Linked DNA regions of Mus musculus: regions 1, 2, 3, 4, 6 and 7 are each linked to region 5. The links are chromatin contacts, called in public HiChIP or PLAC-seq and Micro-C maps. All regions are on one chromosome and are shown on one strand. The core of a region is the stretch at or near the end of the contact, and the rest is flanking DNA. Distances in the headings are between cores, read along the strand shown. Region 1 holds the start of Ube2o (ubiquitin-conjugating enzyme E2O). Region 2 holds the start of Tmem235 (transmembrane protein 235). Region 3 holds the start of Sphk1 (sphingosine kinase 1). Region 4 holds the start of Afmid (arylformamidase). Region 5 holds the start of Septin9 (septin 9). Region 6 holds the start of 6030468B19Rik (RIKEN cDNA 6030468B19 gene). Region 7 holds the start of Prcd (photoreceptor disc component).

Region 1 (3,114 bases), core at 537-3,036, 680 kb before region 5:
CCTGCCTCATCAGCCTCCCTAGTGCTGGGATTAAAGGCATGAGTCGCCAGGCAGTGGTGCTGCATGCCTTTAATCCCAGCACTTGGGAGGCAGAGGCAGGCGGATTTCTGAGTTCAAGGCCAGCCTGGTCTACAGAGTGAGTTCCAGGACAGCCAGGGCTACGCAGAGAAACCCTGTCTGGAAAAAACAAAGACATGAGTCACCATACAGCCTTATATTAATTTCTGAAGAGCCCCCTGCGATTGTTTTGGTGGCTTGGCTCCTCTATACTGTCTAGGCTTGAGGTGAGAATATCTTAATTTCCAAACCAATCTGAACAAGTTGGCAAGGTTTACTCTCAAAATAAAGTAGAATGGTTTAGGACGTAGCTCTACGTCAAAGTGCTGGAGGTTTAGCATCAAGTTCCTGGGTTCAACCCTCAGCACTGCAAAAAACAGTGACTTAACAGCCTTCCCCCAAAGCAGATCTCTCACTTCCAGGGACCTGATTCATGCTTAGAAATGTTTCCTGATGGGGAGGGGCAGGACAGGAGGAGCTGTGAGGTAAAGATATGTGAGAGACAGATACAAAACCACACACTCAGGAAAACAAGCCTGCAAACCAATCTTGGCTTAGGTTTATGATGTCAGTCCGCTCTTGTAGAACTGCTCCATTCACAAGCCTCTTTCCCGAACAGTGGGAGAATGTGGTATTTGCTTAAGAGCCCCAGGTTAAAACCAAAAGAACGAAAAAACAAGATGCAGCTTTTCCCATTGGTCCCTCTCTCTTCTGTCCACGATTTCATAGGCCACCCCACCCCAAGAAGTCCTAGACACCCAGTCGCAGCTGCCACCATCTCCCTCAGTACTATTAATATCATGGCCCTGGACTGGTTCATCATTTCCCTCATAAAGTTCTCCGAGGCAATTCAAAGGATGCAGAGGGGTTACAACAAAAAAGACGTGGGGCCGCTGCCCCACCATGCATTCCGTCAGCATCTGCTCAACTTCTTGGGTTTTCACCTCTATCTTTGTTTTGGAATACCCACAGCCAAGCCCTCCCCGGCACGGCCTTCCCTTCGGAAAGCACAATGCAGCACGGACCTCCTTTAGCGGTGGGGGTTGTAAGCAAAAAACGCCGCACTAGTGTAACGCCGAACGCGCCTCAGCGCCCGAGGAGGTCCCCACGGGCATCCGTGCGCGTCCATCACCCCGAGGCCAACACCACAGCCGAGCATCGCTCGCAAGGCCCCTCCCCTCGCCCGGAGCAGCCCTGCCGGCGTGCGCGCCCAGGCCGGTGTGATGACGGTGCACCGGGCGACGAGGCGGCGTTCCCCTCCCCGAGCCCTGCCGACCGCCCCGGCCCGCCTCACCTTGGTCTCCTTCACATGCTGCTTGACGCCCTCCGGGTACCACTGGACGCGCACGTAGCCGCGCCGCAGAGGGCTGGCCCGGCCCTCCTCGTGGCCCGCGCCCCCGGCCTCGGAGCAGCCCGAGCTGCCGCGGCCGTCATCGTCGCCCTCCGAGTCCGAGTCCTCGCCGTGGATGAGGCGTACCAGCCCGAAGTGCACCGAGCCGCGGTAACGGCCGGACACCAGGTCGTGGGAGAACAGCAGGCGCTGTGAGCCTGCTTCGGGGCCGGAGTCGGAGGACGGCCCTGAGGCCGAGTCCGTAGCGGGCGCGGGCGGCGGGGCGGCGGCGGCGGGGGCTGCGGCCGGGGTCGGGGCGGCGGCGGCCTGGGCCTGGGCGGGTGCGGGCGCTGCGGGATCCGCCATAACTGCTCTGCGCGAGTCTCGGGCGGCGGCAGCAGCGACAGCGGCGGCGGTAGCGGCGGCGGCAGCCTAAGGCGCGGGGAGGCGGGGCCGGCGGCGCGGGGGCGGGGCCGAGCGCGCTGACGTAGGCCTGCGTGCCGCCGTCGTTAGGGCGCCGGGATGCTGTTGCTAGGAGCCGCCGCCCGGTCGCTAGGGGACGCTGAAGATGCTTGGGGCGGGGGTGGAAGGACTGCCGCGGGGCGTGGCAGGGCTGCAGGAACGAAGATGGATTAGGGGCCTGAGGAAGGGTACTGGTCTACCGGAGTTGAGGGGCGGGGACTGCACGCAAAACTGACTGTAATTTCTTAAAAAAAAATTATGCCCGGGTCTGACGTGGTGGCCACGCCTTTAACCCCCAGCTCTCAGGAGGCAGAGGCAAGCCCATCTCTGTTTTAGGCCAGCCTGGTCTCAAAGCAAGTCCAGGTTACACAGAGAAACCCTGCCTCGAAAAAGCCAAACAAGCCAAGCAGTGGTGGCGCACGCCTTTAATCCCAGCACTGGGGAAGCAGAGGCAGATGGACTTCTGAGTTCTAGGCCAGCCTGGTCTACAGAGTGAGTCCAGGACAGCCAGGGCTACACAGAGAAACCCTGTCTCGAAAAGTAAAAACAAACAAAAGAATAAAAAAGCCAAACAAAAATTTTTTAAATGCGGTTTAGTTATGACACATGCTTTTAATCCCAGCACTTGGAAGGCAGAGGCAGGAGGATATCTGTGAATTCGAGGCCAGCCATGACTTACAAAGTGAGTCTTGCAAGGCAGTGGCACACACCTTTAATCTCAGCACTTGGGAGGCAGGCGGGTTTCTGAGTTCGAGGCCAGCCTGGTCTACAGAGTGAGTTCCAGGACAGCCAGGACTAAACAGAAAAACCCTGTCTCAAAAACAAAAACAAAAAACAAAAACAAAAACAAAACCCAAAGTGACAGGGGAGGGTATAGGGGGCTTTGGGGATAGCATTTGAAATGTAAATGAAGAAAATATCTAATAAAAAATGCCTTTAAAAAAACCAAACAAAGTGAGTTTCAGGACAGCCAGGGCTACAAAATAAAACCAAAATAAATAAATAAAATTAATTGAAATTTAAAATTTTATATATATATATATATATATATATTAGAAAACCCCTGTCTTGAAAAATCAAAAAAAGGTGGGGGGGGGAGAAAGAGAGAAAGAAAGAAAGAAAGAAAGAAAGAAAGAAAGAAAGAAAGAAAGAAAGAAAGAAAAGAAAAGAAGAAAAGAAAAGAAAAGAAAAGAAAAGAAAAGAAAAGAAAAGAAAAGAAAAGAAAAGAAAAAAGAGGCAGAGTCTTACTATGCAGCCCTGACTGG
Region 2 (3,344 bases), core at 539-3,038, 590 kb after region 5:
GACTGCTCAGCAGGCCATCGTCCAGCCCTTCAGCTTCAGGGAATCAGTGCTGTGAAGGCAGCCGCATCTTGCTTTCACCTCCCATCCTCTTCCCAAACATCACACACCTCCACCCCCACACCTGCCCCTAACTCTGGGGTAGCAGTGGCCTCGGGCATGGCTGTCACCTACCTTGACAGCTGCCGCACTAGACCCGCTTGAGCTGCACCAAGAACAGGAACCTTTACAAACCTGCTCAAGGACAGGGATTGGGGGGGGGGGGGCTCAGTGACTCAGTGAGAGAGGGATGGGGCCAGACCAGCCTGTCAATTCAGATTTCTATGCAAGAAGCCTTTGACTGAAAGCAAGACTGATTGTTGTCATGTTGACTGGGGTGGCTGCTAGGTGACCTCAAGTCTACGTGATTCATGATTACTCCTCAGCCGTAATCGGTTTGGGATAAGAGCCTCCCTTCTCCCTCTCCTCCTGCCTTGGGAGGGCTGCCTCTCTAAGCACCAGATCATAGGGCTACCACCTGCTTCCAGAGCAGGGGTGTCTGTGGGACAATGCCAGCGGAGAGGTTGTCACAGAGCAGATGTGGCTGGGGAGAGCTTGGTGTGCATGTGAAGGGAGCAGCTTGCAGCGTGCTGGAAGAATTCTGTGCTTGCATCAATTCTTGTTTCAATGGCTGAATTCCACTTGAAATATCGTTTTAATAACTTTGCTAAAATTGCTTTTATCTCTGAACCATATTCCTCAAGCCAAGAGCTTAGCAGAGAGAAAACATATATTATGGAGAGACCCAAATAATCCAAGAAAGGGGGTGGTTGACCTGAGTGTCAAAGCTCTGGTGTCCTAGAAAGACCACCTCTGGCCCTCCTCTTTGGGCTCTGTCCTCCCCAGGGGCGGTGATTTAGAGGTCCCCCCATTCTCCAAAATGTAACCCAGCTCACCTTGCTTCCCATTGCCTGATTCTTCCTGGGAGAGGCCTCTTCCCTGCTCCCTTGCCTCTCCTGCCATTAGCATCTGACTCCTGTCCTTGGGGGGCAGGGGTCTGTATGTGTGCTCTGAAAGTGAGTTAGAAAAAAAGCAATGCTTTTTTCTCCCTGCTGCAGGAAGCTTATTCCACTGGTCCTCGGGACTAATGGAAACCAGGACCCCACACTGAGATGTGTCACAACCCAAGTCTTCCCTAAATGTGCCCAGCTGGGTCTGTCTACCACCCTTCCCTCTCCACAAACCTCCGTTCTAGGAGCTATTGCTGCAGTGGTCCAGCTGCTGACTGCTCCTGCACATCTTGGGGGTGGGGCCATCTTAGACTCACCTCCGATCCTCTTCCCAAACATCACACAGCACTGTGCCTAGTTTGTGACATCATTGGAATTTGAGCCCAAATTTATTGTCTCCAGCTCTGCTACGACCTGAGATTCCCCCCTCTCTTCCCTTACTGCCTGGCCAGCACAGAAAAGTGATCCATTTCCTAGAAAACTTGACCACTCCTGCGGTGGCAGAAATGCAGTGGTCGCAGAAGCACCTATGACGTTGTCTCTCCCCCGCCCCTGCCTTCTATCTACCTCTGCTTCCAGCCAGCCTGCTCTGCAACACCCCTCCCATGCCCTCTCCTGCTGATGCTCCCTCCCCTCCCACCGCCTAAACCTTCACTAGCCTGCTTCATTTCTGTCCCGAACCCCGACTGTCCCCAGCCGACAGTTCTTGTCTTCACCTCCCTGCCACTCTGTGCAGCCAGTCCCTAGCTCCTCTTCCCACTCGGCCCTGCGTCCCGTGCGCTGCTGTCTGGCTCTAACTCACATGGCCCTGCTAGCCACCTTGCTCCTGAGCGCAGCCCTGGGCGCCTTACTCAGCTTCGCGCTGCTGGCAGCGGCTGTCGCCAGCGACTACTGGTACATCCTGGAGGTGGCGGACGCTGGCGGCCTCGGTGGCGTGCAGCTCTTCTCGCATTCCGGGCTCTGGCGCACCTGTGAAGGTGAGCTACACACAGAGACTCCTTGGTCCCACTCTCCTTCCACCTCCTTTATTCCTATCCCCCTAACCCCGTCCCTATCAGTTCCATTGCTGGGATGCGGAGGAGTGTGAGAAAGAAGGTCCCCGCTCAGGGACAGGCTGCTGCCATCGTGGCCATAGCTGGGAAGCAGAGGGGGCTGAAACCATGCTTCCTTACATTCTGAAGAGCTTCTCTCTAAGGCCTGGCTGGGAAGAGTAGGGGTGCCATTGAGAGATGACAGGTCAGGTGGGTGGGCCATGAACCTGCTCCTTGCTTCTGAGTAACTTGATTGCACCTCCTTAGCCTTTCTAGGACTAGGTGCCCCCATGGAGGTCAGAGGAAGAAGAGCACCGGTGGCTGGGTCCCAGTCACCAGGGCTCAGTCGCAGCTTCCTGCGCTTTCTGCTCTTCCACAGGGCTGTTGCCCAGGGACCACGGAAGTCCTGACTCCTTCCTAGAGGAGGGGCCATGGGGCCGAGGAGGGGCAGGAAGCATAGGTGTGGATGTCTAGGGCCCTTCAGCCAAGTGACCAGGGGCTGGTGTCTCCTATGTGAGGCTCCCCAGTGCCCCTCAAGCCCCCATTCTCACCAACCTCAGCCTGATGCTGCCCTTGCCAAAGGGTGTCAAGAATATGACAGTGGCTGTGTATGAACACATGGTACTGTGTGTGTGAGGAAATATAAGTTGTGTGACTATGAGAGGCAAAAATAAATATGATTGTGTGTATGAGTGTGTGTATGTGTGTGTGTGTGTGACTGCGCACAGCTGTGAGCAGACTTGTATGTGTAAGCAGATGCGTGATGGTTGCTTCCTCTGTGTGCTTGGGACGAATGATCAAACTGTTCATTTACCTGGCAAACCTCCTTATCTGTGTGTCCTCGGCATATGTGTAGATGTAGGTGTGTGTGTGTGTGTGTGTGTGTGTGTGTGTGCGCGCGCTCAGCATACGTGCATGTGTGGGTGCTTCCCTGTGTGCTCAGCAGTGTATGTAGGTGCTTATGAGTGTGTGGTCATGTGTAAGGACCAGAGAGCCCTGATAACACGAGTCAGGAATGCTCCAGGATGTGGCATCTCCTCTTTTGGTGACCCAATCTGGGCATTTCTGAATGTTTGAATTTTTACACTCACTTCCCAGTAGGTATGACCTTCTGTGACCCTTAACTAAATAAGAGGTCTAGTCTCTAGTCCCATTTGGAGCCATAGCCCTGAGTTTCAAGAGTTAAACTGGGTCCCAAGGCTATGGTGCCCATGATGCCCAGCCCCCATCTGCACCTTGGTTTTCAGGGCAGAACAGCTGCGTGCCCCTGATTGACCCATTTGCCAGTGCCGGCCTGGAAGTTTCTCCCTCCGTACAGCACCTGCTC
Region 3 (3,172 bases), core at 93-2,592, 730 kb before region 5:
ACTGAGTTTCCAGTCAACCTTGCTCCACGCTTGCCCTCAGAGTATGAGAAGTTCCAGCCCCAGGCCTCAAAGAAAAGCGAGACCCTGATCCAGGTCGGCATTTTGAGCGTAAATTTACACACAGCCCGATCTTTCCTTCCCCGTGCCTCAGTTTCTCCTCTTTAGTTGTTAATGACTTGCTTGTCGGGCTTGATAAACACTCCTTCCCAAACCGTGAGAGAGCAGAGGAGGGTGTTTCCTACAGTCTGGGCAGCCAGCCCCCCTCCAAGCTCAAAATCTCGGGGAGAATAGTTTCCTCCCTGAGTCTGCTAGATACCAACGCCAGATCTGGACCCTAGGTCTCTGGTAAGGGGAGGGGGCAGGGTAGACAAGGGAGCGAGTGGCAGAGAGCCTGGCTTCCCCGCAGAGCCCCCTCCTCCCACCGCGACTCGTGTCCCCGCAGCGCGTGACCACGGCACTGCGGCTGCAGAGCTGCAATCCTTCCTTGTCCGCGCTAGATTCCAGGGGTGTAAGGTGGGAAGCCGGGGATGGGGGTAGGTGCAGGACCAGATCTTGGTAGCCACGAGTCGCGGAACCGGGGGTGGGTGATGACGCCCTTGCTCCCTCCAAATCCTCATTTTTTTTTTTTTTTGGTTGGTTGGTTGTTTCCGGGAGTTTCTCCACCCGTGAGCGTGTCGCTGAGTCACCTTCTCGGAAGGCACTCGGGGCGTTCATGATCCGGTCAGGCTGTCCCGCGGCTGTACAGAGCCAAGGCATATATTGCAGTGACGCGTGCGGAACCGCAGGTCCAGCCTGTGCCCCTGGCCCTCCTGGGGACTCCTAAAATACTGAGAAACTCGGTCGGGGAACTCCAGGGTCCTCTGGGAGAGAAGCCACCTTCAAGGCGTGACCTAGTTCACTGCAATCCTTTCTTATCTGGGTTCGTTTTCCTCTTGGACTCGCCTCTTCTGGACTTTAAGAAGCGATGCGAAGATAGAGGTGGGTGGGGTCGCGCGGGGGCCGGTGTGGGCGCGCCAGTTCTCTGTAACCGGAGCTAAACCAATGCAGCTTCCTTGGGAGTTTGGTGTCTGTTTTTGGTGCTTGGTAGGATTTGGGAGCTTCTTTTTCCAAGTCTCCGCTAATAATCTTCCAAAAATTTAACTCCGGTTAGTCACGGACACCCTCAGGTCACTTGCCATGAAATATATCACTTACACAACTATGCGTCTTGTTTATCTCCACCGAAGCGCATACACCGGGGCACGTGTGCATTTTCACCCCGAGATCGCCCGAAGGGGTGGGGAGGTTGGGACCACGCCCCCATGCTAGCCTCTCCAATCCTGATGAGAGCCCCCATTGCCCTGTCCACACTGCTGGGTTCCTCCAGTCGGTGAGGATCGTGGATCCCGATCATCCGCGGCAGGCAGCATCTCAGGCCTTGATAGTGTTCCCTGGGGGGAAAGACTCCACCTTTGGAGGTTGCTGACGAGGTACTCTCATCTCGACTTCGTCCCCAAACCGGTTCAGCTTTCTCCTGAAAGGCGTGCCAGACTGCTTCGGGTTCGGCGTCTGAGTGAGCCAGCGGCTGCATCTGGAAGCTAAAAGTAAAGGCACCGCGGAGGAGCAGGGGAGGAAGAGAAGTTCGCGGGTGGCGGGTGACCCGACCCTGGCCCAGAGTCAGGACAGCACTAGGGTCTGGATGTGGAATTCAGGCTAGGTCTAAGCGACGCCAAAGAGGCGCTGCATCCCTACTGTGAACAGCAGTTTCGAGGTTCAGTAAGCGCAGACCCACGCGTACCCGAAGCCCGCTCGGATGCTGGGCGCCGGCATGTGGGCTGCGCCCTCGCTTTCGCGCTCCGCGGATGCGCTGCTTCAGGCCGGGCTCAGAACCCCACCTCTTGCGGACTTCCTAAGCTGTTCCTCCAGCACCGGGCGCACAATCGTATCCGGGGATCCTGCCCCTCATCTGCGCGTGGCCGAGCCCAGGCTGGCGGCGACTGTGTTCGGGGAGGTGCAGTGAGATCCCGGGCGGGTGGGGGACCAGAGCTGCGCGCAACTCTGGTTCCACCCCGAGAGCACAAGGAACGCGGGGCGTGGCCAGGCCGGCCCAGAGGCTCAGCGCCCTCCCCGGGCCGCCGTGAAATTGAGCAAAAAGTTTGAGACCGGAGGGGGGCGATCCCTTGGAGTCGGTGTCAGCCCAGTGCTTCAGTTGTCCCTCTGTCGCGGGTCTGAGTCGGAGAGGAGCTGCTTTCCGCCACTGGCCGCCCGTGGGACAGATTGGGTAGGGATCCCCTTTCCCCCGCGCGCGCCCTCCCGTAGTTGGCGGTGCCTTCGTGGGTCCGTGAAGGAGACGGCCCCACGCCTGCGCCTCAGTGCACACTCGCGCTCCGGCAGGGCAGACCATAGTTGTGGGTCCGCCCAGCACAGGCAGGCTTTTGCGGGACTTGGGCGCTGTTCTCACGAGTGCGGCACGCACCCCCACCCCCACCCTCTTGGAGACTCGGAGCTTCAGCGGCTTCGTAGTTCAGGCAGGGGACCGGGCGACTGCGCAGGTTGCGATGGGGTTCTTCGTCCCAGAGTACGCGCCTCTCAATGCCAGTTCTGGGAATTGTATGCAGTTGGATTCTCCACCAAGCCCGAAGGGTGAAGAGCCGGCCCGACGAAGAGAGCCACGGGTCACTGACTCATGCGTCGGGTCCGAATCCGGTGTCCCCTGGAACGGAATGTTCGTGGGGTGGGAAGCTCATTCTGGAAAGCTAGATCCCCCACCCACGGGGCTCTGGTGATTCAGTCGCGAGCCAGGGGCTCTGGTTGGGCACTTTGTCCCACGTGCATGGAAGCCCAGGCAGAGAACCCCACCACTCTTTCCTCCTGTCCCTCAGATCTGGCCGCCCCGGGGAATGACGAGGGCGCTCACACAGCCCAGGGAGGTGGAGAGGGCGAGCCCCACGGCCAGTCGCCAGACACCCTCCTGGGCAACACCGATAAGAAGCTGAACGCAGGAGCCGCCGTTACCTCTAGCAGCGCCGGGGCAGCACCGGTGGCCCCTTGTCAGCGGGAGCCCCGGGACCTGGCTATGGAACCAGGTTTGTGGGGTACCTGTCTGGGAAAGGCTAATGAGATCTCTTCCCCCAAGAAATGATGGACAGCAGAAAGAAGCCTAGGGTCACTCGAAAGAAACATTTTGTCCCGC
Region 4 (3,212 bases), core at 36-2,535, 560 kb after region 5:
GGGGTTTCCGAAGGGCAGGCTCAGGGGTAGGACTGACCGATCATGTGTGGAGAAGCTGTTGCTATAGCGCGTGTCTTTGGCATACTTGATGACCAGGCACTTGTACTGGGCGATCTGGAAGCGCCGGACTCTTCTCATCAGCTCTGTGCTGCAAGAATTAACCAGAGCACATGAGGCCCGAGCAAAAGGCGGGCTGCCACTACCACCTAGCGTCGGGCAGCCGGAACTGCAGCCGTTCACCCCATGCTGTTCTGAACAAAATTCAATTTTCATGAATGAACTTCAAAGTCTTTGACAGAATCACCAGAGAGCTTGCTTCTGGATCCCAGATCATGAGTTTGGCCCTCACCCTCGGGGCAAGGGACAAATTGAGGTGACACCAGACCATTCAGAAATAATGAGGTGCCTGGTATGGTGATGCACCCCAGCAGAGGCAAGCGGATCTCTGAGTTGGGCCACAAATAAAGACGCTGAGTTAAAAAAAAAAAAACAAAAACTAACCCCAAGATAAAGCAAAGAAAACCCAAGTAGTGTGTGTTTGTTATTCTGGGTGGGACTCCCAGAGTTTAGACCCTCACCTCAGAGTTAATTGGGCTCCAAGGCTTTAGGAGAGCTCGCATGGGGAATGAATGAGGAAACTGTCAGAGAAGGTGCCTAACTCCCAGGGGACACATGAGAGTTCGGTGGGCTCCTGGGTAATGTGGGCTGGGGTCTTCAATTGTACCCCCATGTGGTCCGCCTCAGCAAAGATAGGGTTCCCCAAGAGAAAAGGCTTGGGCAGGAGGATGGCAGCAATCCAGGAAATCGAATTTTGGGCGGGAATGTACACACAGAGGTCGAGCGCGTTTGCCGCCTAGTCAGAGGCTCCTGGGAAGATGGGGGAGGGGGGAGAGGAGAGCCAGGGCCTGCAGAGAGAGAGGCTGCAGAGAGAGAGGGAGGCCCACCGCCCCGAAGGCCCATTCATTACCTTTTCCCTGAGAACATGGGCCCGAGAATCACCTAGAAGAGAAGTCATTTAAGGGGTCTCCCCCTTGTACACCCCGCACCAGCCACCACCCGACCCCACTCCAGACCCCGCACCTGAATCTGCCCCCGAGTCTTGCTGGGGGAGCTGGGCAGCACGGTGGGCAGATTGATGTAGCTCATGGCTGCTGTGCAAACCTTAGTTAGCACCGAGAGTCCGTGGGTGGAAAAATTTCGACTTACTGCTCGCATTTGCCCGCGAACTCAAAAGGGGGCGGGACGAAGACAAGACTCGTCCCACCTCTCAGCTACGTGAAAAGCCTGGAGCTCGACCATCCCCTCCGGATCTGGCCATGGCGTTTCCTTCCCTTTCTGCGGGCCAGAATCCCTGGAGGAACTTGTCTTCGGAGGTAGGTGTGGTGCAGCCGCCCAGAGCCGGGACTGGAATTTTAGGATGCCCACAAGCCAAATTTCCAAGCGTTGAGCGCCAGATTTCTTCATTTTTCTCGTCATAGAGCAGGTTTAGCTTGTTAGCCTGGTTTTAAAGACAGCGAAAACTCAAGTTCCAGCAGGAACTAAGGGGCTTAGGGTTTGGACCTTACTCTGAGGTTGTGCAGTGTGATTCTGTGTTTCTGTAACTACAGTCTGGAAGGTGCCAAGGCTGGGGGTCCTTGCTGTGAGTCGCAAAGTAAGGCAGGCACCTTCAGGGACAGACTGTATTGAGCGGCTTCAGAATTCCCATGCTAAAACTCCTATGGCTCACACCGAGCATGCCCAGAAACCTTCTCACTCAGGAATTTGTTTGGTTACTCTGTCTGCCATTGGTTGCGGCAAGGGTTACCAAAGGCATACACAAAGCAGGACAACACATTTTGGCGCTTGCTGTAGTTAATTACCATTCCACTAGGATTTCTTGACTGGTTAGCTTGTATTAAACAGGCTTCTTTGTTTTGGTCACAGACAGACATCACTTAGAATCTGTTGAAAGTTAGGAACATGTGTCCTCGGGGGTGGCTCAAGCATTCAATTCCAGGCAGAGGCAGGCAGGTGACTTAAGTTCAAGGCCAGCCGGGTCTACAGAGTGAGTTCCAGGTCAGCCAGGACTACACAAAAAATAAACTTTAAAATACAATCAATCATAAATCCTAATAGTAAAAATGAAGGCAGAGGGCTAGAGAAATGGCTCGGCTGTTGAGCATCCACAGCTCCTCCGGAGGCGCAGAGTTGAGGATTTCCAACACCCACATCAAGACAGCTCACAGCGTCCAGCTCCAGAAGGGACTGCAGGCACACACATTTAAAGAGGAAATAAAAAGACTTTTGGCACATGTCAGTAATCTCAGCACTTGATCCTCGAGGCAGCTACACAGTTACAAGAGATGAGAAAACAAAAAGACGACAAAAAAAAAAAAGATGATGCCTAGCCAGGCCCCTAGCATCCAGCAGGTACCAACCGGAACGAGAAGGGTCTATAGCATGTAAGACGAACATTCAACAGGAAGAGGCAGAGGCAGCTGTGTTTGAGCAAGGGGCTTACATTGTTTCTCTTACACACCTCCCTTCCAACCCTGTGGGCGTCTAGCACCCCCATTATATCAACGAGAAGAGCAAGGCTAGAGACAGCTGGAGAGAGCCAAAGGTGCCCAGCCCCAGGCCTCAGTGTGAAGACGCACTCACTGTCTTCAGGATTCCTGTGTTGGCTTAGGAACCTGTGTCCTCCTGGCTTTCTGTGTTAAGTGTGGGCATCTTACATTTTCCCCTCGTGGTGGTAGAGATTGAACCCAGCACAACAGGCAAATGCTCTGCCACTGAACTGTCCCCACTTTTCACTTTATAACCCAAACACTGTTTATTTGTAAACAGAGTCTCACTGTGTAGTCCTGGCTATCTATCCAGGAACTGGCTTGGCTGTCCTCCTGCCTCTGCCTCCCTCTGCCTCACAGCGAGCTGGGATTCCAGCTGCGTTTACCACACCTCTGGCTGCATAGCCTTCTGCAGCTGCCATCTGGCTGAGCAACATTTGCAAACTGACTTTTGACTTCTTCCTGCTTACCTCTGTCCCTGGGACCCTGTATGTGCCTGTGGTCAGAATACTGTCCTCCCAGAAAAACAGCTCATGCCACTTGATTGCTAATGGTCACACAGTTGCCTCACCTCCTGTGGTCTCAGTTCCCGTAGGAATTTGGCCCCCTAATGCCATTTACAGACCTCATGTCTCATGAAGGCCGTTAGCTGGTTAAAGGCATGGT
Region 5 (3,145 bases), core at 491-2,990:
TGTGGAAGGGAAGCAGAGGGCTGGGTTGGTTGCTTGAGTAATGGACAAGGGTGTTCTGGCTGTGGAAGTCAGCACCCACTTCTATTGTCCCATGGAGTCCCCGGGGGCGGGGAGAACTCCTTGAAGCCTGCACCCTGGCTCTCCATTGGAACACTGTGGTGTGCTTGGCTCCTCTGCCTGGATACAGGCTGAGCAACAATGCGCTGTGTCTCTGCTAATCTGCACTTGCCCTGGGGAGAACAATCGCTCGGGTGTGTCTCTGTGTACCAGGTGCTTTTTATAAGAAACACCAATGAACAACGCCCACTCAGGTTGGACGCTGTCCCAGGGACCCGGCATCTTCCCAGGGCTTTGTGGTAAGGGCCTCAGCTTCTTAGATTGGATCCTGAAATCCCCCAAATGTGGGATAGGCAGGTGACCTGGTGATGGTCAGACTGCCAGGCAGGCTGAGACCCTGACAGAAGCCATCAGGGGTGCCCACTGCTCCTGAAGTAAGGCTTCCAGAAGGATGGGGGTGCGGGTGCATCTAAAATGGCCGTGGTTTTGCACTTTCCATGTCCAAAAGCTCACTTGGTTGAAAATAGTTTTTAAACCATCTGAGGCATGAGGGAGGGAGGGAGGGGCACATTTTCTGAAATAGGAAGGACTCTATTCCAGCAGCTTAAAAAAAAAAGTCTCACCAAACCTAGCCCAGGCTTCTCCTCTCCTCTGCAGCCTCACCAGCCTCTGCAGGTCTCAGCACTGTTCTTCCCTCACTGAGAATGGTGGAATAGGGAGAAAGCAGACCCAGACCCAGGACAGCTCAGGGACTCACACTGAGGACCAGGGGATGAGTCACTCGCCCACTCTGCAGGGACTTGTCCCCAGCTATGAATCCATGCAGCCCTGATTGAGCAGAGAGGTCCCAGGTCTAAGGTTGTGCCCAGCGGGCAGGAGACTTGGCTCATCCAGGAAGTGGTGAACACCGCCTCCCCCCACCCCCCCAATCCCTGGGGACCCTTCCTGGTAACTAGTGTTTGTTTTTTCTGTATAGCCCCGTGGTTTTCTCTGCTTGCCCGGTGGATGTCTGAAGTGTGAAGGCTACTTGGACAGAGAAAGTCTAGGCTGTGGGTACCCACTGATGTGGAAGGAGCCCAGGAGCAGCCTTCTTCCTTCCTTCTGATGTTAGGAACTATGGTTTCTCTCTTCTGGAGGGAAGGTCGTGGTCCACTCTCTGTACTCAGGAAGCCCATACAGTGGAAGGGGGGAGGGGCGTTGCAACGATTCTTCAGAAGGGCCGCCTCTCCCTGCCCTATCCCTTCCGTAGCACTTACCCAAAGGATGCAGCAGCGACCCCCGGGGGTGCAAGGGGGTAGCAGTCCTCGACGTGTGGATGCTGAGAACTCCCGGGACCCTCATCTCTGTAGTGAACCGTCTAGGGTCCTGCAGACCCACACTAGCCTAGCGCTACAGCTTAACCCTTGCAGGCCCCGTGCTTATATGCGAAGGAGGCACTCAGGAACTTTGGCTGCGTAAATAAAACCTCGGGCAGCAAGAGCACTGCGCCCAGGGAAGGGGAGGAATCTTGTCCCCCTCGGCGCCCGCCCGCTGCTGTGGCCCGGCCTCCACATCCTCTACATCCGCCCACATCTGGCCGCGGAGGGGCGTGAGGGGGAGGGGCCGAGGCCGTGTCTGTCGCGGTCCCCTGGGCACCCGCCAGGAAGGGAGAAGGGGGGGCAGCCCAGGTCGTGTGCCTGGGACTCTGCAGTCCCTGTAGAAGCAGCTCTGGTTCCATCCCCTCCAGGCCCAGTTTTGACAGGCGGGCGCAACAGCCAGTGCCGAGTCGCGGAGGCCGGCTGGGGTACGGGAACCTGATCCAGCCGGGAGGCGGGGGCGGGGCGGGGGCCCGGGTGCTTGGGGAGGGGCCGGCGCCCGCCTTCCTCCCCCATTCATTCAGCCGACCGTGGGGGCCGAGGGGCTCCGGCGGCCAGCTCTGCACCGGGAGCGGGAGCGCGCAGGGCCCGGTCTCCGCGGGACTCCCTGCGCACCAGCCACCATGTCCGACCCCGCGGTCAACGCACAGCTGGACGGGATCATTTCAGACTTTGAAGGTGGGTGCCCGACCCAGCGGTTGCTTGGCGAGCTGGGCAGGAACCTCCAGGCGGGCCTGAGACGGGACGGGATGAGCACGGGAGAGGCAAGACCCCGGTTTGCTCACCCTGGGGCTCTGCGCCCCAGACCCCGCATTGCCGAGTTGGAGAGCCCCATTAAGGGGGCCTGTAGATGATAGACCCTATAGTTGGGGGCCACGCGCCCCCTGGGGATCCCAGGTTCATGCTGCCTCTGGGGTGTTCGTCTTTTTATTGTTGTTTGTTTTTGCTCTGGGACTGTCGTCTCCTCGAGGGCGGGCTTGACTTCTTGGGAACAACCCCAGGAGCGCAATTCCACCCTGGAAACCAGTGGGTTTTCTTCTTTTGGTGCTCGCCCTCAGCTCTCACCAGCATGGGAGTTAGTTCCCCTCCTCGGATCCAGTGGGAGGCCGAATCCTCAGGGTGGACCTCCTCCCCTCCCCCACGCCAGCTCCGGGGTTGGGGCTGAGCCCAGTCCCGGGGCTGGCAAGGGCTGCCAAATTGATCGGCCCGCAGGCCCCATGCACCCGAGGGGATCCCGGCCCGGCGAGTCTCAGGGTCCAGGGTGGGATGTCCAATACCCCCGATCCAGGCCTGGGACACCTTTATCCATCAGAGAGAGAAGAGCCTTTTGGGAGAGAGGGGGCCTGTGCGCTCACACAAGGACAGCACTTTCGCCTCTTGTCCTGAGTTTACAAAGTGCAAAGATACTTGGGGGCCGTTTCCTCCAAGGGTGGGCCTTCCATCTCCGCCCTGGGCTTGCATGCGCGGGCTTTCCAGAGGCCTCGTGACTGCCACTGCCGGTGCCGTGGCCCCTCGTCCTGCGTCCCCCTCCGGAGTAAATAAAGCCAGTGGAAAGGGAGGCTTACACAATGGTGTCCCGCGCGCGTCTGGGGCTGGGTTTCCGAGGGGCGGGCCTGACTCTGCCGGGCCCGGAGCCCCCGCCCCTCTGAGGGGCTCTCAGGCAGCCTTAGGCAGAGCCCTCTGGTGGGCTGTGAGCGAGGGAGGAAGGGCTTCACATAGTTAAAGACGGCCAG
Region 6 (3,070 bases), core at 155-2,654, 530 kb after region 5:
GGCGTCTCCTGTGCAGTCACTGAGCCTGCCCAGAAAGCCACAGGCTAGTCTGCAGGCCTAGACTGGGGGGGGGGGGGTCACCCATGTGGGTGGGTAGCTATGGGTGGCCTCCCATGGGGTAGTATGATCCAGTGCCAGCTTACCTGCTTCTTCGGTTCTCTGCCCCTCGGTCCCTGTGGGTCTGGCCCTGGTGTAGCCTTAGGCTCGGAAAGAACGGCTCTGCTCAGACCACCCCAGTATTGGTCGCATGGTCCACTTCCCTTTGTCCAGGTAAGGCTGGATCTAGGTCCTTAAGGGACAACCTTGCCTTTCTCTGAACTCCTTTAAAGACAAGAGTAAGGCACTGCAATGGCTGAGTGGGAGAGGAGGGACTTTCAGATTCCTGCAGGCAGGTTAGCAGACACAGGTGGAGGGAAAGGGGATTCACCAAGCTTGGGAGGGAGAGAGAGCCACCAGCCATGTGAGATCTTGGGTGGAGTGGCCATTGGCCTCTTCCCTGACTGGGTTTGGGGAAATTAGAAATGTAACTAAACTGAGGGCAGATTTAGGGTGCTGAGCAAGGGGAAGGTAACTGGGCAACTGAGTTGAGGGCAGAATTAGAGGTGTTGATCTGAGTGAAGATAAGGACATGTTAGCCTCAGGAGGCTTAAAAGTATCCAACCATTGAGCTAAAAAGCATATTAAAAATAAACTACTGTGTATCTGTCAAAAAAAAAAAAAGAGTAAGGCACTGGGCTACACACTCTCAGGTGACAGAGTCTCATCCCACCTGAGGTCTAACTTGGAGACAGAATGCACCAGCTATAGCAGAAGGCGGAAGCACCCTGAAAGCCAGAGAGAGAGAGACTGTGGGAGGGTCTGAGCAGAATATCGATAGCTAGACAGGATCTAGCTGGGGACACCTGGGTCACAGCTGCATGCTTGTGGCAAGTGCCTTGGCTAAAAAGACGTTACTGATGGTGAGGACTCGGTGTGAGAGGATCCAGATGGATAACTGTGACCTCCACCCCTACAGGGCAGGGTGGGAGAGGAGGAGTTTGAGATGTGCGAGGAGGAGGGATCCACAGGGAGCAGCTGCATTGTTCACAGGGCCCAGGTCCTCCCAGGGGGCAAAATTCACCTGGTATGTGGTGTTCAGATGGATCTCAATATGATGTGAACCTCCCCTCCCTGCCTCTTAACAGGAATCTACTGATTCTCCAGGTTTCCTGGATAAGGAGAGCCCTTGTGTTAACATTAGCCCCACGCCAGTGCCCCAGGATAATCACACATCCCAAACTCAGTAGACACACGCGCTTATCCCCTCCTCCCCTGCAGGTAACAGGGGGAGAACACAGATATCCCTGGAACCAGCCCTGTAAGGTATTGGGGCCCCTGGAGAGCCACAACCTTCAAGTTATCTCCTAGCTGCAGGCAGCCACCCGAGGAGCATCCAGGGGCCTTGGGGTGGAGAGGCCAGACAGGAAGCTTTGGACAGCCTGAGCCATACACAGCCCCAACCTCACAGACGCATGGCGCTCCTTCAGCTGCTCCTCTTTGCCATGCTGGGTGAGTCTCCTGCAGACATCACGGGAAGGGCCTTGAGAGAGTAGGCTCAGGGAATGGAGTGTGAAGAGAGTCCAAGAGAGAAAGAGACCCAAAGGCGGAAGCACCCTGGAAGCCAGAGAGAGAGAGAGAGAGAGACACGGTGAGAGGGTCTGAGCAGGAGATTGACAGCAGACAGATGTGCTATGCTATGCAGATGTGACCTTGTTTAGGGTATCATCTGTCATTTGGATTCCACTGGTGTATGTAGTATGTGTGGTGTGTATGTGAGTATGGTGTAGTGTGTTCTGTATGTGTATGTATGTGTGTATGGTGTGATGTGTGTGTGGTATAGTGTGTTTGGGAGGGTGCCCATGCGCACGTGTGCATGTCCAGCACTCAGGAAGTAGAGACAGGAAGATCAGGATTCCAAGGTCACCCTCAGGTACGTATTGAGTTCAAAGCCAGCCTGGAGTATAGGGGAGACCCTGTGTTAAGTAAGATAAGATAAAAACTCCAGATCAGAGATGCTAACTGGTCCCAGGGGCCTCACTGTCAGATATCAGCCTGGGCAGGAAGCTGTCTGGACAGTCTCCCTCCTCTGCAGGGCTTCCTCTTACCCCTCCCCTCTCCTCTTTTACAGCTGCCTGTGGCTTCTCAGAGGAGCAGACAGAAGGTGAGTAGCCCCCACACTGGGGGGAGAAGGATCTAGCTGGGGACACCTGGGTCACAGCTGGGTGCTTGTGGCAAGTGCCTTGGCTAAAAAGACTGATGGTGAGGACTTGGTGTGAGAGGATCCAGATGGATAACTGTGACCTCCACCCCACAGGGCAGGGTGGGAGAGGAGGAGTTTGAGGTGTGTAAAGAGGAGGGATCCACAGGGAGCAGCTGCATTGTTCACAGGGCCCAGGTCCTCCCAGGGGGCAAAATTCACCTGTTCCATCAAGTCCCACAGCTCTGCCTAATAGGTGGGATGCAGAGAAGGCTGGGGAACTCTAGTGTGCACTTCTGGGACAGGAGGGGCTTGCTGAGGGAGCTGGAGACCTCAGGGAATCTAGAGATTAAGCCACTTTGCTCTGACAGCAGTTGAGAGTGAGTGTCCTCTGTCTGTCTGTCTGTCTGTCTGTCTGTCTGATCTATTTATCTATCTATACATATATACCTATGTATGTATAACTATATCATGCACACATACACATATATATGCACAGATAAACAGATAGATCCCTCCTGTGTTCCCTCTCTCTTTTCGGCTTCCTGTCCCTCCTTTCTTCTCCTTTCTCCTTCCCTCCCCCTTCCCCTCTCTCTTTTTCTCCCCAGTAGTCCCGGTACAGAGCCAGGAAGGAGAGGTTTCAGGGACAGGTCGCAGCCCTGGACCGCTCCATTCATGCCCTGCTCCATTTTCCTCTTTGCCTCTCACCTCCTTCCCCTAGATGGACCCCTTTCATGGTCCTCGCCACTTCTCCACCTCCTGCACCCTTCAAGGTGGAGGCAGGCGTTTCCTCCCTGTCTCCACCTTGCATCCCTGGGCATCCCCTTCTGTTCT
Region 7 (3,203 bases), core at 402-2,901, 610 kb before region 5:
CTTGTTACGGATGGTTGTGAGCCACCATGTGGTTGCTGGGATTTGAACTCCGGACCTTCAGAAGAGCAGTCGGGTGCTCTTACCCACTGTGCCATCTCACCAGCCCGAGATTGACTCTTACAAGCTGTCCTTTCTCACACACACACACACACACACACACACACACACACACACACACACACACACACTAATAACAAAAAAATTTTAAATTTAAAAAACACAGACTTGAAGGTTCAGTCACAGAGGGTTAACAAGAACCTTTATAGGCCCAGCAGGCTGCTCCCTGGAGCTCAGGGTTGGGGTGTCTGATGTTACTCCTGGCCAGGAGACATTACCTCCCACCTTGTTTAGGAAGGAAAACTGAAGGTCCTGGAGAGGTGATGGCCCAGGTGGGTTTAGGTCCCAGCATCACTCAGCCCTTGTCTCAGCCCTGTGTTGCTGACTCAAGCCCTACTGCCCAAGGCAGCTAGTTGCCCAGGAGGTCCAGGTGGGATGTGCAAAGAGTATTTCTATCGATTCTCAACTTCTCCTCTGACTGTTGTATCTCCATAACATAGGATTATATTGGTACAGTAGTCTAGTATATAATTGATAAGCTTATAATTTGTATCTAAATTACATAAGATTGTTATATAAGATAGAATTTATAGTTCTGTCTGTGTGCACACCTCGACTCTGCCTTTTACTGCAAAGGGAGTGTAATTAGGAAAGCTCAGAAGGTGCAGGGGAGGCCTGGTGCACGCGCACGCATGCACACACACACACACACACACACACACACACACGCACACACACACGCACACACACATGTGCACGCACACACTCTCACACACATGCACATACTCTCACACACACGCACACACGTGCTCGAGCACACACACACACACACTCACACACACACACACACACACACACACACACACACACACACGCTCTACTCTCTGGTCCTCCTGGTCCCATCATCCATCTCTTCTCCTCTCTGCCATTCTCTCCTGCCTTGGCTGCGACAGTGCAACTCCCCTGCCTCGCAGCCTCGGTCCCTGAAGACTGGCAAGCTTTCATGTCAGCAGCCCGGCAGAGTTGGCTGAGGGCCCGTCCTTCTCTGGCACCTGCACGTTCAGACACCTCCTGTGATAGCTCACTCTTTCTCTCCCGTATGGGAGACTGAACTTAGGGCCTTGGAACCCCAGGCAAGTACTCTGCTACAGAGTTATCGCCTCAGAGCTCTTTGAGACACTCTCATTAGGTTTCCCAGGCTGGCCTCAGAGCTCTCTGGAGCTCAGCCAGGCTTTGAACTTGAGGTGCTCCTCCCCTCCCCAGTGGCTTACAGGTCTTTGTCACCGGGCCAAGGCCCCAGATCCTCTTTGAAGCTATCCTTGATGCTTCTAAGTCCTCAAGTGCTCTGCAGGTACATTTAACAGTGTATGGAAGTAGCTCACTTAGCTCGATTGCACTACGTGCCTTGATGCCAAAGCCCGGATAGTAGTGAATGTTCTGGGTAGAACATTCTGGAGGGGCACTCAGGGTTACCTGGCATGCCTTGAAGGAGGCTGACTTACTCTGCCACTAGAGGGGAGATCTTGGGCCTGGTGAGTTTAATCTCTCTTCACAAGGTCAGGTCTGCCCACTCCACTAATCAGCTTGAACGTCCTAATCCCTTCCCAGGAACTTCAGGAAACACAGCGGTGGCTTGGGAGAGGTAGGCTGGCCATTGTGGCTCCCCGGCCCTGTGGCCTTCTTCAGCGGAGTTGGTCGTCGGTGGGGATGGGGCAGCTGAGCCATGTGCACCACCCTCTTCCTGTTCAGCTTGGCCATGCTGTGGCGCCGTAGATTTACCAACCGAGTGGAACCGTGAGAAACTGATGGGGCTGTGGATTGGGGTCGTGGGTGGGAGGGACCACCAGGGAGAGTTACAGACAAGCTGGTCTGGAAAGGAATTCAAAGGACACCCTGGAGGGGTCCCTCTTGGAGCTAGTGGTGTGGGTTGGAGCAGCCAGTGCTGTGCTGCTGGACTGTGGTAAAGGGGTGGGGCAGGGGCTGAGCACTGCCTACAGGTTCTCTTGCCTGCTCTTCCCTTCCAGAGAGCCCAGCAGAGTGGACGGGACAGTCGTGGGCAGCGGCTCAGACACAGACCTTCAATCTACCGGCAGGTGAAAGAGAGTCAGGAGTGGGGAAAGTAGTGCTAAGGAAACTATTGGTGTGTGCGCCTGTGTTTGTGTGCGCATGCGCGCACAGGCACTCAAATACCGAGTTCTAGCCCTAGCCCTAGCCCTCACCAGTCACTCCTTGTGTAGTGGGCAGGTTAGGTGGCAGAGGGAGTCCTTGCTCCTCTTTTCTGAACCAATGCTGTGTGGCTTTGCTTCTGTGATGTGAGTGTGGGGCAGTCCCCAGGAGGACCTTCTGTTGGAGGAGCAGGGAGCAGAGGGAGGAGGCAGGAGCCACTCTGGGTCGATTTGCTGCTCTCTTGTCCTTGGCCCTCCTCCTCCTCCTTCCTCTGCCACGGACGGGCTCTGCAGCTCCGTTGCCTGAACCTCCAGCAGGATTCGCTGTCCAGTCCCCAATAGAAGGCGCAGGAGGTGCATGACGTCATCGACACTAAGTGTCATTGGCTGGGCTGCCCCTGCGGGCAGGACGCTGTCTCCAATGGCCTGAAAGTTAACTCTTCCTTAGGTTGCAGCCATGTGGCCTTTGGGGAGGCAAAGTTGTGCATTCTTCCTGACTTTTCCTTCCCTGGTTTTCCAGAGTCTCCACGCCCGTCAAGACACTACAAAAGTGTCAATTTAGTACCTATGTGTAAGGTTATGTCCCGTGGACTCCCTAGCATGGGCAGGATCCCAAGATCAACTCTCACTTTTAGTGAAAACAAAGGGCAAAAAAGATCTCCCGGGCCTTCAGGATTTGGGGCCCACAGGAGGAGGGTGTCCTTACTAACTTGGCTCAAGTCAGTGTGGGCGGGTAAACACATACCATGCCCCCTAAAGCTGGAGTTGTGGACAACAGCTGCACAGCTGCGGAAGCACAGTGGAACTGGGAACTCGTGCTAGCTGTACTCTGGGCTGCATAGTGGTACTCCCGTCTGCATGGCCGTCCTCCCGGCTGCATAGCTGTCCTCCTGGCTACATAGCTGTCCTGGTCCTGGCTGCATAGCCGTCCTCCCGGCTGAGTACTTGATGGGTGCTTTATGTTTCCCTAGACCTTTCTCT

What was found. A called contact is a pair of places that touch in the nucleus more often than the background predicts. HiChIP or PLAC-seq counts read pairs in DNA pulled down with a chosen protein or histone mark.
Region 1: a contact with region 5 is called in an H3K27ac HiChIP or PLAC-seq map of extraembryonic endoderm stem cells, with 3 times the contacts expected there. The contact joins the promoter of Ube2o here to the promoter of Septin9 in region 5. A contact is called at or near these places in 2 of 115 datasets of contacts at active chromatin or transcription factors (extraembryonic endoderm stem cells and pancreatic cancer cells) and 1 of 9 other capture datasets (embryonic stem cells).
Region 2: a contact with region 5 is called in an H3K4me3 HiChIP or PLAC-seq map of embryonic stem cells, with 3 times the contacts expected there. The contact joins the promoter of Tmem235 here to the promoter of Septin9 in region 5. A contact is called at or near these places in 1 of 39 promoter capture datasets (embryonic stem cells) and 5 of 115 datasets of contacts at active chromatin or transcription factors (embryonic forebrain, embryonic midbrain, embryonic stem cells and 2 more).
Region 3: a contact with region 5 is called in an H3K4me3 HiChIP or PLAC-seq map of embryonic stem cells, with 7 read pairs. The contact joins the promoter of Sphk1 here to the promoter of Septin9 in region 5. A contact is called at or near these places in 2 of 115 datasets of contacts at active chromatin or transcription factors (embryonic stem cells and pancreatic cancer cells).
Region 4: a contact with region 5 is called in a FOXA1 HiChIP or PLAC-seq map of pancreatic cancer cells. The contact joins the promoter of Afmid here to the promoter of Septin9 in region 5. A contact is called at or near these places in 3 of 39 promoter capture datasets (cranial neural crest, embryonic stem cells and second pharyngeal arch cranial neural crest), 1 of 15 datasets of contacts at CTCF or cohesin (large pre-B cells), 3 of 484 Hi-C or Micro-C datasets (embryonic stem cells and uterus), 15 of 115 datasets of contacts at active chromatin or transcription factors (the NIH/3T3 cell line, craniofacial prominence, differentiating embryonic stem cells and 12 more) and 4 of 9 other capture datasets (adipose tissue, embryonic stem cells, liver and 1 more).
Region 6: an H3K4me3 HiChIP or PLAC-seq map of embryonic forebrain shows a contact between it and region 5, with 4 times the contacts expected there. The contact joins the promoter of 6030468B19Rik here to the promoter of Septin9 in region 5. A contact is called at or near these places in 3 of 39 promoter capture datasets (cranial neural crest, maxillary cranial neural crest and second pharyngeal arch cranial neural crest), 1 of 15 datasets of contacts at CTCF or cohesin (large pre-B cells), 1 of 484 Hi-C or Micro-C datasets (embryonic stem cells), 11 of 115 datasets of contacts at active chromatin or transcription factors (the SCID.adh cell line, bone marrow-derived dendritic cells, craniofacial prominence and 8 more) and 1 of 9 other capture datasets (embryonic stem cells).
Region 7: a Micro-C map of embryonic stem cells shows a contact between it and region 5, with 1.7 times the contacts expected there. The contact joins the promoter of Prcd here to the promoter of Septin9 in region 5. A contact is called at or near these places in 1 of 484 Hi-C or Micro-C datasets (embryonic stem cells) and 1 of 115 datasets of contacts at active chromatin or transcription factors (pancreatic cancer cells).

Annotation. Positions count from the first base shown.
Region 1 is chr11:116,579,661-116,582,774 of GRCm38.p6, forward strand. It overlaps Ube2o (ubiquitin-conjugating enzyme E2O), which reads right to left and starts at 1,787. Exons shown (of 18, transcript NM_173755.3): 1 at 1,352-1,787. The coding sequence starts at 1,753.
Region 2 is chr11:117,858,964-117,862,307 of GRCm38.p6, forward strand. Tmem235 (transmembrane protein 235) reads left to right here and starts at 1,789. Exons shown (of 4, transcript NM_001085535.1): 1 at 1,789-1,963; 2 at 3,265-3,344. The coding sequence starts at 1,789.
Region 3 is chr11:116,531,109-116,534,280 of GRCm38.p6, forward strand. Sphk1 (sphingosine kinase 1) reads left to right here and starts at 1,343. Exons shown (of 6, transcript NM_025367.7): 1 at 1,343-2,260; 2 at 2,862-3,065. The coding sequence starts at 3,056.
Region 4 is chr11:117,824,634-117,827,845 of GRCm38.p6, forward strand. Afmid (arylformamidase) reads left to right here and starts at 1,286. Exons shown (of 11, transcript NM_027827.3): 1 at 1,286-1,373. The coding sequence starts at 1,317. Tk1 (thymidine kinase 1) reads right to left here and starts at 1,381. Exons shown (of 7, transcript NM_009387.2): 1 at 1,081-1,381; 2 at 968-999; 3 at 38-148. The coding sequence starts at 1,146.
Region 5 is chr11:117,264,506-117,267,650 of GRCm38.p6, forward strand. Septin9 (septin 9) reads left to right here and starts at 1,741. Exons shown (of 11, transcript NM_001113487.1): 1 at 1,741-2,090. The coding sequence starts at 2,036. It overlaps Gm39478 (a long non-coding RNA gene), which reads right to left and starts at 1,679. Exons shown (of 3, transcript XR_880325.3): 1 at 1,314-1,679.
Region 6 is chr11:117,796,256-117,799,325 of GRCm38.p6, forward strand. 6030468B19Rik (RIKEN cDNA 6030468B19 gene) reads left to right here and starts at 1,405. Exons shown (of 6, transcript NM_029964.1): 1 at 1,405-1,548; 2 at 2,168-2,200. The coding sequence starts at 1,512.
Region 7 is chr11:116,655,457-116,658,659 of GRCm38.p6, forward strand. It overlaps Prcd (photoreceptor disc component), which reads left to right and starts at 1,652. Exons shown (of 5, transcript NM_001163318.1): 1 at 1,652-1,851; 2 at 2,082-2,150. The coding sequence starts at 1,781.